3 separate regions of the Mus musculus genome follow, and all the other regions are linked to region 2. A link is a contact called in public HiChIP or PLAC-seq data. All regions are on one chromosome and are shown on one strand. Each heading gives the region's core, a stretch centred on a gene start, on an enhancer-like site or on the middle of the called end of the contact. The rest is flanking DNA. Distances are from core to core; before and after follow the strand shown. Region 1 has its middle 410 kb from the start of Gm39919. Region 2 has its middle 16 kb from the start of Gm39919. Region 3 has its middle 320 kb from the start of Gm39919.

The links. HiChIP or PLAC-seq counts read pairs in DNA pulled down with a chosen protein or histone mark.
Region 1: a contact with region 2 is called in an H3K27ac HiChIP or PLAC-seq map of neural progenitor cells, with 16 times the contacts expected there. The contact joins two enhancer-like sites. A contact is called at or near these places in 2 of 484 Hi-C or Micro-C datasets (neural progenitor cells and stem cell-derived neural progenitor cells) and 2 of 115 datasets of contacts at active chromatin or transcription factors (astrocytes and neural progenitor cells).
Region 3: an H3K27ac HiChIP or PLAC-seq map of neural progenitor cells shows a contact between it and region 2, with 5 times the contacts expected there. The contact joins two enhancer-like sites.

Annotation. Positions count from the first base shown.
Region 1 is chr2:123,385,616-123,389,971 of GRCm38.p6, reverse strand. No RefSeq gene overlaps it. Among named protein-coding and RNA genes, the nearest start is that of Gm39919, 410 kb to the left of the region's middle. Within about 2 kb of position 2,516, at least 27 of the 459 cell types and tissues checked have an H3K27ac peak or open chromatin away from gene starts, as enhancers often do. A contact at or near this core is called in astrocytes and neural progenitor cells, where this site is marked.
Region 2 is chr2:123,812,391-123,816,817 of GRCm38.p6, reverse strand. No RefSeq gene overlaps it. Among named protein-coding and RNA genes, the nearest start is that of Gm39919, 16 kb to the right of the region's middle. Within about 2 kb of position 2,982, at least 55 of the 459 cell types and tissues checked have an H3K27ac peak or open chromatin away from gene starts, as enhancers often do. A contact at or near this core is called in astrocytes and neural progenitor cells, where this site is marked.
Region 3 is chr2:123,471,866-123,475,775 of GRCm38.p6, reverse strand. No RefSeq gene overlaps it. Among named protein-coding and RNA genes, the nearest start is that of Gm39919, 320 kb to the left of the region's middle. Within about 2 kb of position 1,790, at least 9 of the 459 cell types and tissues checked have an H3K27ac peak or open chromatin away from gene starts, as enhancers often do. A contact at or near this core is called in neural progenitor cells, where this site is marked.

The sequences.
Region 1 (4,356 bases), core at 1,267-3,766, 430 kb after region 2:
TTTGACAAGTTATGAGTTCTCACCTTTTACCCAGCTCTTGAGGGGGGCCATATAAATGGAACACCAAGAGGGAAGCCATCTAAATGGAACACCAAGAGAGAGGCCATCTAAACAGAACACCAAGAAGGATAAAAGGTGGGTCACATAGGTTAGGTTCTACTCAGACAAAGCTGTTTCAGAAAGCATAGGACAGAACCAAGCAGGCTCCCTTGTGATTGATATAGCATAGGTTCCAGTGAAATGCACTCTGAGCCTTGTCACCAGGGCCCTTCCTAATTCCATTCAGACACTGGCTCCGTGGCACACCCAGAATGAAGACTTACCTGTACCAGAAATGTGGGGGTTGGGGAATGAGGTACAACTCTCTACACAGACACAGAACTACATCCAGTGCTCCATACTCCTGATAGTCAGAGCGAGGAGAGGACCTCTGGATGGATTTGGAGGAGTAATCGCTTACCCACAAATACATTCTGCAATGTCTTCATGCTTCAGTCCTGTTCCAGACTCATTCATTCTTCTCAGAGTACATTGGCAGTCTGTTAAGTTAGTTGTTCCATTTCATCTTTGTGCTGCTTTAAAACCAGAGATGGATATCTTTCCATTAATATTCAGAAATGCATCTTCGAAATATCTAAGAGGTCTGTACTGGCATCCATTTTATTTTTAATTTGTTGAGAAACATAGAAGAGTGTTGTTGGGAGCCATTAAGGCAACGCTATTGTCCTGATCTCTGAATTGGGCCTCTCCCCCCGAGAAGAAAAGAGGGTCAAAAGCGGGCCACCGACACATGGATTCCAAGAACTACGGGATGTTCCAGCCCTGGGTCATCACCGGTGTCCTGACCACACCCTGATACCACCAAGTTCCTGCTTCCCCGTGTAACTGCCTAAGAATGTGCAATTCTATTGCCCCCTCCCACTGATAAATACTTCTCCTTTTGCTTGTATTGCCCTACCCCTCCCACTGATAAGTATCTGTACTTCCCCCTTTGCTTGTGCATTTAAACCTTGGACCTGGCTAATACATTTTGGGGGTCTTGATACAACTTCAGAACGGTTTCCGTGTCGTTATTCGTACAAGACCCTCGTCTCTCTCTACCCCCCATTTGGTTCTTAGGAGGAGGTCCCCTCGAGATCCTCGAATAACTGGACCTGCTGGACGGGTCAGAGTGTGAAAAAAAATCCATCCAAATTTTAAAATTGTAAATAAAATATAAAGCAAGAAATTGGAAATAAATATGAAAACTATATTATTTCTCTTTGCTGTTTTCCTCTAAGAGCCAAATTAAAACACAGTAACAAAAATAAATGAAATTAAACTATAACCTGTAACATAAAAACTTATAGGAATGCAAGGATTTGTCTCTACAATTTAATTCAGCTTTTCTTCAAGGAAGTAGGCATCTGTCAATAAGCCAGTCTTTACTAATTGTTTCTTCAGAGAACAAGGACTGGCTGAAACAAATAAAATAGTAATAATATGACTAGGGTAAACAAGAGCTGGGATGACAGTGGGAGAAGGGGTGAAATGGGGAAGGATAAATAATGGAAACACTGAAGAAGCAATGTTGGCGGATTGAACACAGTAGTAAGGAAATTAAACTCTGAGAGAGATGAGCAAGACTGGGGTCCTCTCTCTAGCTTCTCTATTCATAGTAATTATCAGCTATAGGTTATAAAGCTGGATAGACTAATAACCTCTGACCTCTGACCTCGTGGTTCATTTTCTATGAGCAGGATCACACGGCTTCTCCTTTTGAGACAAAAAAGAGGCAGCATGATAGCCAGAGGCTTCTTTCCTCTCACCCATCATGTGAGGTCGTGGCTCTGGGTCTCAATTTGCTTGCAGCCCTGTTGTTCTAATATGACTCAGAATAAGTTACAGAGCAGACCAACACAGTGTTAACAGACAATTTTGTTTTCAAATAGATAAACCAGTGTGTGTGTGTGTGTGTGTGTGTGTGTATGTATGTATGTATGGTGTGGGTGTCTTCATGTGTATGTGAGTCTGTGTGTTTGTGTGTGTCCACGTGTCTATATGTGTGTGGTATGTTTGTTGAGTGTGTGTGTTCACTTATGGATTTTTTACATGAGTAGAGTAGCGCTTTTCAACTTAATTAGCAGACTTTGAGGGCTAAGAGTCAACAGAACCAGTTTTTAACCAGGCAGAGCTGATCTTCATTTACTTCCTGCATCACCCCCAAAACAAAAATAATTACTAAAGAGGGAAGAAGAAGGAGCCTTCTTTCATTTGCATTGAGCTTTTCTTCTTGGCAAGAGACACCCATCTGTAAATGGGCACATTTCCACAAACAGGCCATCAGAAAGATATTTGCTGAAGGGTAATGAAACCCAGTACACACACCCTCTTTGATGCTCCTTGAAGCATCAGCGAGACCAACTGGAGTCTGGGAGGGAACCTGAGGTAAATAGTTCCCTTTATGAGGCTAGGACTGCTGCTTAGCCAGAGCTGGCACTGACTTTGGAGGGCAAAGGAGACTGAGTCATCGCCCTTCATCCAGCTGATTTGTTGAAAGGGTACAAGAAGTTCCCAGGGGTTTCATGCTGTTTGGAGGCAAGCTTCATTCCAAATGGATGGGAAAGAAGATGGGGGAAGTGAATTTTGTTGCTAAGCCTCGCAGTGACTTGCCAAAATTTTGCCTGTTTCTTTGTGAGTCCAGTAACCACCCCAGCTGGGCTCCCCATTACTCTAAAACAGGAAAGGGGTGAATACGCCTGATCCTTCTTCAGCTTTCCAATGTGCCCTGGTGAGGGTAAACATGGCTGTGTTTGCTCTCCCAGGGGAACAAGTCAGGCATGAAGTTCCTTTTGTTCAGACCAAGGCCAGCTCCTATCATTCTGAAGACCCAGAGGGGCTGGCAGCTTAATCTGGAAATGTGAATATGAACCCTACCTGGAAAGGACAGAGATTTCCGGAGCTGCCCAGTGGTTGTCTGAAACCCTCAGGAAACAACGGCACAGCTGATAGCTGGAAGTGGACTCTGCTAAGTGTACAGTTCTGGGAGAGTGCCTCACAGAGGAAGGAGAGCAAGCTACTAACCCTGCAGTGCCTCTGGTTTTAGTCAGACCAGCGTTATGAATGTGAAGTGGAATAAATATGTATCTGAAATGCTATGAGAATGTAAAAGAGAATCTATGATTGATGTGTTAGTGTCTGTTTCCTGAGCAAGTATATGTAGAGGAATTAGAAAAGCAGAGCCAAGTGCCTCTTTGTCTTTAGGGAGAAACTGAGTATATGAGGCTGTGATCATTATAAGGTATGTGTGTGTGTGTGTGTGTGTGTGTGTGTGTGTGTGTGTGTGTGTGTGTGTGAGTGTGTGTGTGTGCACTCGACATCTTAGCTCTACTTCCTGTCATTCAGTTGCATACTGGGCATTTCTGTTTCTAGCTGGTTGTTTACTTCAATATGCCTTGTTCCATTTCCATCTCTTGATGGTGGTTTTCTGCTAATATGAGGGAGAATTGACTATTAGTGCTAAGATGGATTAACAACAAAGCACTAGCCTATCACTTGTAACTTCAATAAATTTATCAAAAACATCATTTATAGTCAGAGTCACACCGCCATAGTAAAGATCAAGAACTGACCAGTGACATTGTACCGTGCAGAACTATGTGAGGGAAATAAAATAGAAGAAATTATATTTCCTTTGGCACAGTTGGGAACGCTGGATTGTCTGTGATGATCTAAATACATGAGGAGGATTTCCATATAAGAAGGAAGGAAAGTGGGCAGAGGGCCAGCCCATTGGCAGAGACTGCCCATCACTATTGAGTCTTTGTAGATTTCTAAGAAAGAGATGACATAATTAAAACAATACACTTCAAATACTAATAGTGGACATAGTAGAAAGACATTGGGAACAAATTCATGAGACTCAGTATTTTCATCATCTAGTTAAAATATAACAAATCTACTTTGGGGTTATAGCAGAGGAGGCAATAAAAGAAGAAACCAATTGGAGATTTTGTGAGAGCAGAATCTACTGGTTTGACAGTTCATTGGATATGCCTGGTGAAGGAGGGAGAAGAGTCAGAGAGGATGCCAGAGTTTGGAGCCCCAGGGATTGGAACAATAGTGTTGCCATGGAGAGACAAGAAAGTCTGGAGACTTGGAGGAAGTTGAGCTTAGTTTGCAGTGTATTGAAATGAAGGTACTAGCTGGAAACAATTAGGGAAGCTCAGCATGCAGCGGAATTACAGGAAATGGGACAGAGCGGAGGCTCAGAGTTAGGGGTCATTTATTCAGCAAATTGTTATGGAAAACCTATTCTACACCAGGAACTGTGTCAGATACCTGGGTAACACAAGCGACAAGGCACTAGAGAGTAGA
Region 2 (4,427 bases), core at 1,733-4,232:
ATGGACCTTGTTGCCCCCTGTGCTGCATAATATTGGCATCTCTGCCACAGGCAACTTTGATTAATTGGCTTCCCATCCAGTTATAAATTTTGGAACCCAACACTGCAGCCTCATGGCCTGGAACAGTAGGTGCCCCTTTAATGATTACCAAGGGCCATTTCTCTGTGGAACTCTGATTTTCAATGGACTAAGGGGCTGTCAAGGAGCACTATCCATGATTTCTTTTTGTTTGTTTGTTTGTTTGTTTTTGTTTGTTTGTTTGTTTTTCGAGAGAGGGTTTCTCTACATAGCCTTGGCTGTCCTGAAACTCACTCTGTAGACCAGACTGGCCTCGAACTCAGAAATCTGCCTGCCTCTGCCTCCCGAGTGCTGAGATTAAAGGTGTGTGCCACCACTGCCCAGCTCCATGTTTTCTTATTTTAAAAATTGAACAATTACATTCTGTCTAGATTTTGTGTTTTAAAAAATTAGAGTAGTGTGCAGCTACTGGTTTCAAGTGAGAAGTGCAGAAAAGGACCAGTCTGGAATGGAGCACAGGAGCTTCAGATAGACTCTTCTGGAGCCTGCTTTCCTACATCCTAGTGTACATGTGCTTTGAAACACCAGACACAAACCTCACCATGTTTTCCTTTACTCTTTCCATCTATGAAAACAGCATCATCAGTCTAGCGGTCAGCACAATAAACCTGCTTCAGATTCTGTCTTTATCAAGTCGTTATAGGATCTGGAGAGCAAAGCAGCTTTGGAATACTTCAGTGTTATAACACTTCCATTATAATGCAAAAACAACAAGTAGGAAAATGTTGTGCCCCTGGAAGTATTATTGACATTTTATTCAAATGTAATTTTCATAAAGTAAAATCTATGATTTCCAGGCATATTTTTGGGAATTCTCACAGTCATCTGTTATAGAAGTGCCATTCTAGTCTTGATCCAGAATGCCCCACAAGCTTTGCCTTTCTCATGGGCTACTTTACCTTCCTCAGTCCAGCCAATGGCAGCCATTTTCCTGACTTCTTTCATCAAAGTTTCCTTCTACAGGATTCATGTAAGCTGGGGCAAATGTGTGCACTTGTGTGTGTGTGTGTGTGTGTGTGTGTGTGGGATGGTAACACTGAAGGGGAGTCTCAGAGATTTTACCATAATGCTTGTGAATCTATTTCTTTTTCCTGTGACTTTGCTATTTATCACTGGGCAGGCTTGCACTGTGTGGATGCATTATAATCAAGCAAACTGATTGCCAGCTGACAGGCACAGCTGCATTTCCCTTCTTGGTGATAAAGAATAAAGTTTCTAACATAACTCATATGTAAGTGTCTGTGTTGAGATATGTCTTTTTTGTTTCTCTGGTTAATATCTATGGTGGGTTTGCCTCTGGCTTCTGGGCAGGCCAAGTGAATTCACTTTAAAGTTATTGCTAGATTTCTTTCCAAGCAATTCATGATATTTTGAATTCCAACAGCAATTTAAAAAACTGGTTCCATTTCATCTTTGCCAGCTTTTCTCAGGCTTGTTCCTTTTTACTTAAATGTGAGCCCTTCCTATAGTTACTTAGTGACATTTTGTTGTAGTTACAACTGTTATTTCCACAGGCACCAGGGGTTGAACACCCTGTTTCCAGGCACTCCTTCAACTGCACTGATCTGCAGTGTAGTTTCTGTTAGATGCTTCTGCTTATATTTTACAAGATGTATTTATTATTTGATTTTCAAGAGTTCATTTAATACTATTTTGGAATATTTTGTCTCAGGTATGACTTTTTTCTTCATTTTCTAAAGAGCACTCTTTCAAGATGGGATATTATTTTACAAAGTCCCATCTGCCAAGTAAAGTCTGTGCTCTGTATCCCCAGGTGAAGGATAAAAATCCTCTACCATATCAAAGGTTGTGATATTTTTTCCCTCATTCAATTTTATGCTTGTGTGTGTTCAGGTTTGTGCATGCATGTGTGAGTATGTGAACATAGAGAGGATAGCAGGCAACCTCATATGGTGTTCTACTAATACCAGTTTTTAAAATTAATTTTTAGTACATAAGCGTGTAAGTGGTCTCCAATTCTTTCTTAAGCATATTATTTTCATTTTATTGACTAGCCCTGAATCTTTTTGTGATTGACCAGGCATGCTTGGGTGAATTTTTGGACTCTGATTTCCACTAATTAACATTTGAAATAAAAATGAATATATACATAGTTTCATGGAGATCACACAAGTGTATAATATTATATTTAATTTCACTAGCTATATCTTTTCAAAGCATGATTTTATTATTACAGTATATTGTCACAGTAAAGTTCCACATTGCAGGTGTAACAGCAATCAGGGATGTTGAGGAAGGAGTTAATTTGTAATTTAAGCTTACTTTGTCATCTTAAACAAGATGAGCATTAAGAAAACCAGAATTAAGCTCCCCTTCAAAGCCATTATAGCTGTGTCTGAATATAGTAACAGCAGAGTCTATGGGGACTGTTAATTCCAGCTCAGAGATGGGAGGAGGATGGGCACAAAAACAAATTACATGTGTGACATGTCATGGGACAGGAGCATTGCTTGGTTATCAAACAGGGAAAGCAAGGACCTCCACAACCACACTGCTACAGTGAACCCAGAGTAAGTGCTTTTAACCTGTCTCTAGCAATCAAAGGCCCCCGAGTGTTTGCCAGCTTCCAGGGTTACTTCTGCAGGCTATGGGGAGGGACTGTGGCTGTCTGGCCAGTCAGTCTGCACAGGGTAATGAAAATACATTATGGCGAGGCCTGAGTTACAGGAGAAGAAGAAGAAGAAGAAAATCAGAACAAAACTGTCTTTGGATACATCAAGCTCTCAGAACACTTCTTGGCCTTGCCTGATTCGCTTGTTGGGAATTGTCAGTGGCCCCCTGTGAGTGCACGCTTGCTTCCGCTGGCAGTGCTGTTCTCCATGAACAAAAGAATCAAACAGAAACACCAGTGTGGAGTTATGCCTTGTCCTAACCGCGCATGCCAGTCCACTTTGATCACAGGCTGGCTGCATTAGCATTCTGTCCTGGAGCTTAAGCGAGCCTATTCACACTGCTCGAGAGAAAACTTCCCGAGGTTCTAATGAATTGCTGTGTTTGTTCAACAGTTGTCAGGTGTTCCGAACGGTCCTAGCGATAGTACAGTGCTGTGTGTTTTATGAGTGACAGTTAGGCCACTGCACAAAGAAGATCTGTCCTTGTGGGTATGCACTGCCCATCTTGGAAATCTGAACACATCTGTAAATCACTCTTCCAATGAACTCGGTGCAGCCTGATTTAGAATCACTCACTTTGATTCTCCTGGCTTCTTAGAAATTCTTGCCTAAAGCTGCACAGTAGTTAAGAAGTTGAACGCAGATGCACAGCGAATGGTAAAACACCTACAAAGAAAACCGAGTTCATGGAAGGTCAAGGCAGAACTGAATTCACTCAATTACCATTTTCTTTATTTTAACTTAAGAAAGCTTGGAGAGTTACCAAAGCTGATGGAGAGGCACAGCTAAGTTGACTGAGTTTTTGGCAGCCTGAGGACTCACAAGGCAGGGGAGAGAGGCATATGCACTGGTGCCAGGCATGTCTAAAACCAAAATATGGATGGGCATAAACTCCGCCCTATGGGAACCCAGGGTATCTATGCTCCTTTTCCTAAAGATTTGGTAGTAGCTCTGTTTTGTTTTTTTTTTTAAAGGACAACCTCTTTCTGAAAGCACCACAAGATCAAAACTTCCAGTTTTCACTTGAACACACAGCAATATGATGTCATCCTCATGTAAGTTAAATTAAAAAAAAAAAAAAAAAGGAAAGGAAAGCTGGACAAATTACAGCTATCTCCTGAGAGGCTCTGCCAGATCCTGACCAATACAGAGGCAGATGCTTGCAACCAACCATCGGACTGAGCACAGGAACCCCAGTGGAAGAGTTAGGGGAAGAACTGAAGGAGCTGAAGGGGCCTTATCTGGCATCAATGGGAGGGAAGGCCCTTTGTCCTGTGAAGGCTTGATGCCCCAGTGTAGAGGAAAGCTAGGGCAGTGAGGGAGGAGTGGATAGGTTGGTGGGGGAGCACCCTCATAGAAGCAGTGTAAGGGGGGATAGGATAGGGGAGTTTGCAGAGGGGAAACCAGGGAAGGGGATAACATTTGAAATGTAAATAAATAAAATATCCAATTAAAAATGAAAACTGTGGTATAGTCTCCAATCTTCCCAGAAAAAAAAATGTATATTTACAATCTTTCCTTAACCAATAATAACAAGTAGTTCTAATTACCATAGCGATTGCTGGGACAACCAGGCTGATGAGGCCACTCAGAATATAATTAATTTTGCAAAACATTATTTTGACTATACACTGTAGCCCTAAAGACAATTAAGAGCTGTACCAAAGACTATATTCTGTCTAGTAAATATGTTTCTGCTTCTGAAGAGAAGGAGAA
Region 3 (3,910 bases), core at 541-3,040, 340 kb after region 2:
AACAGGGGACAACATTTAACATGTAAATAAAGAAAATATCTAAAAAAAAAAAAAAGATAGAGAGAGAGATACCTTGAGGAGAGAAAGCTTCTCTAGCAATGCAAAGTTCTTATTTTTACCACTATGCTGAAGCAAAAGAAATGCCTTTAACAATGAAGCAGTTGTACCTGGCTCTCCCTGTTACATCCTTTTAAATGATGGCTGACACCAAAGGTGTGCTTCAGAATCCTGGCCTACTTTCCAGCCGTTTCTCTCTGCTAAGGCATAGATCTTAGTGCTATCTAGGTTTTAAAGACACCTTTGGCACTGATGCAGTACCAGGGCTGGAATCTCATTTGCTTCCTAATGCAGAGGTCTGTGTGCCTACCTTTGCAAACATTATTCCAAGCACAGGGATAGTAGAATGTTTGCATTCTCCCCATTTCTTATCATTTTACAATCTGGGGTATTCCTATTGCATTTCAATCCCTGTGTTTTTAATCATAGCCAAAAGCAAATGAAAACTTTGGGATATTTATGAGTTCACCTTTGCAAATGCAAACACAGAGTGATGGATGGTGCCTGACTCTCATCCATTAATAATATCTCATATCAACATGTGCTGCCTTTGGTAGTGCCTGCCTTCCCCTGTCTCTTCATAGTGGATACATGTGTTTCATTGAAGTCATAGAAATGTCACCCCAAAAACAACCACAAAAGAAAAAAAATCACTATGATGCTTCCATACACTGTGGGAAATAGGACAAAAAGAATGGCAAAATTAAGAAAACTAAGATTTCTTCATTACTTTATTTATTATTCATTTTTACAGTTTTTACATCCTGATCATAGCCTCCTTCCTCCTCCTGCTCCCCCCCCCCACACACACACAGCTCCTTCCCTCATCTTCCTTCCCCTTCTCCTCTGAGAAGTGGGAGGCATTCCCTGAGAATCATGCCACTCTGGCACATCAAGTCTCCTCAGGACTAGGCACATCCTTTCCCAATGAGATCAAAAAGGCAGCTCAATTAGGGGAACAGCATCCACAGACCGGCAACAGATTCAAGAACAGCCCCCACTTCAATTGTTGGGGAGCCACATGAAGATCAAGCTGCACATCTGCTACATATGTGGGGAGGGGCTAAGTCTAGCCCGTGTATGCTCTTTGGTCAATGGTTCAATGTCTGGAAGTCCAGGTTAGTTGACTCTGTTGGTCTTCCTGTGGAGTTCCTATTCCCTCTGGGTCCCTCAGTCCTAAGCCCAACTTTTCCACAACACTTGCTGAGCTCTGAACAATGTTTGGCTGTGGATCTCTGTATCATTTTCAGTAGGCTGCTTGGATGGAGCCTCTCAGAGGTCAGTTTAATGATGCAAACCCAAGTTCAAATAGAACATGCAGTCTACAGCCACTAGTCAAGTTCCCTCCCCAAGCCTCAGTTTCTCCTTTATGAAAAAGAGTACTAGTAGCTCTCCTATGCAAATGAAATGAGATGTGTACTTTGAGTGAGTGGTATCTCTCAGCACCTGGTAGGACTCTATTCTAGGAAATGCCTTTCCTTAGAGCTAATGCATTAATTCTTTTTAACGTTTGTCTTTAGAAGTAATTGACAGTCAGAGCATTTGGCAGCAGTTTCTGAAGCCAAAGAAAGTTTGCCTGATTTAGGGACAGTGACTGTTTTGTTGAGCCATTGGGGCATACTCCAAATTCAAAAAAAAAAAACCACAAAATGCTCACTGAACTGTACAGCATTAATTATACAGCCTATTTATAATAATCTTACAGAGTCTCATTACCTACAGCAGTCACAATGTGGCCGTGTCATTTTGGTTTAGGCTGAGGGACTCACAGGAAGGGCTTGTCATTCCTTCTGGAGATTTCTGTATTTGGTGACATTTCCCCAGCTTGCTGCAAAACAGTAGCTGCAATTAATTACTTTTTTGAATTGGCCACAGGACAGCTTGTAAGTTTTCTCCTGCCCTCTGTCAATTTTGGCACAATGAATTCTCTTTTAAAGTGTCTATACAACTTGCATTTTAAGCATTCCATAGATGACTAGCCACAGACACATAGTAAGAGGTTGGGGATCACTTTGTATTTGATATTTTCTTCCCAACGCAGCATTACAATCATAACCAACTCAAGATTCTAATGCTTACAGTTAAAAGCAAAGTTTAAACTGCAAAAACGTCGTTTCTTTATGCATCTAATTGCTGTATTTCATCCATCTTTTTGCTTATTTGTTTCTCATTTAGCACCAGCTCTGCACAGAAGCAGAACTATTTATAAATGCTGATTAAGCAAACTTAACAACTTCCAAGGGGGGCCTTCCATGCTCGGTGCATTTCAGTACTGGGAGTTTCATGCTTTGGAAATGGTCAGGTCAGCATAGACATGCCCAAGGTGGTTAAGATCTCAGGACCCTTTTTGTATCAAAAGCCCACCTTCAAAACTAATAATAAAGAAGGGCATTGCACTGAAATACACACAGGCCCAATCGAGCGATGATCTCCTAGTTGATTATTCATAAAACATCCCAGGGAGTAATTTTAAATATTGGTTTTAATGTAGAAAGTATGGTGTGCTTAAAATTTATCTTAAACAAAGCTTCTGTGTTATATATGTTATTATAAAATTACCAATATATTGCTTGTAAGAGGACAGTCTTCTTACAGAATTAAGCTACTTTTTATAATCTTCACCATTGGCTCCCCTGTGCCTCTTACCTGCTCGACATTAGCATCAAACCACTTTTAGCCTCACAGATAATAGCATCCAGGCCGATCTATATTGACCTCTTTCAGAAGTTCCTGGGTGTAACTGCTGTGAAATTATGAACTTCAAAGAATACCGCTGGTGCATGCTCGCTGAGAGCAGAACGCGAGCGATAATAGGAAAACACAGTAAATGTGAAAATGTGATTTCCTACAAGAAAGTCAAAGATCAAAGGTGGCCATGTCTGCTTTGTTCCCTCAGTCAATTTGTTCTTTTATTTTCATACCGGTAAAAGGGAATGCTAGAGAGTAACTTATTTTATCTCTGGCTGACGTATCAAAGCAATATGGGGAGTCAAATCTGAGAGAAAGGTGAGCTTTGCATATGCTGAGTATCTAAGGAAATGATCTATCATGTCCTCCAGAAATCCTGGCCCTTTCCCCACCACATGAATACAATTACAGGACAAAGTGAAAAGACTGGATGAGAAGTCAAGGGGATGCTAGAGGGGTAACGCAGGAGTGGGTGAATGGGGAGAAGCACCCTCATAGAGGCAAAGGGGAGGGGGAGAAGAAGGGAATGGGGAGCTGGTGGAGGGGTAGTGGGGGGATAACATTTGAAATGTAAATGAATAAAATGATAAATAAAAATAAAAATAAATAAATAAAGAAAGAAAGAAAAACATACCATGTGTCTTTTAATGAGTATGGTCGCCTAATAATAAAGTAGGTCTGGAGTATTCTTATACTCTCTCCTTCTTTCCCTCTCTCTTGCTCTCTCTCTCTTTCTCTCTCTCTCTCAAATGCATGCACACACACATACACACACACACACATAGATACACATACAGATACAGATACACTTGCACACACACACACAATACACACACACACAAGAATGTGCGAATGTGTGCCTGAAAGACTTCAAGTTAGAGAGAAAATTAGGTTGTATTGCACATCACTGTTTGAACCTTAATTACTAATGAAAAATGATACTATTTACTAATTTTAGTAATAAATAGTAGTAAATCATAAATAAAAGACTTTCTCTGAGTGACAGACAAGCTTTGCACATACTTATCAGCTAATACCCAGATAAGAATCTGCAAGGGCAAACAGTAAGCTTGGTTCCTGATGGAAACTGGGTAGCATCCAGTGAAAGATGGCTCAGAGAGTGTTGTGCTGTATTTCCTGCAGGCACAAGGCCCTTTAACCACTG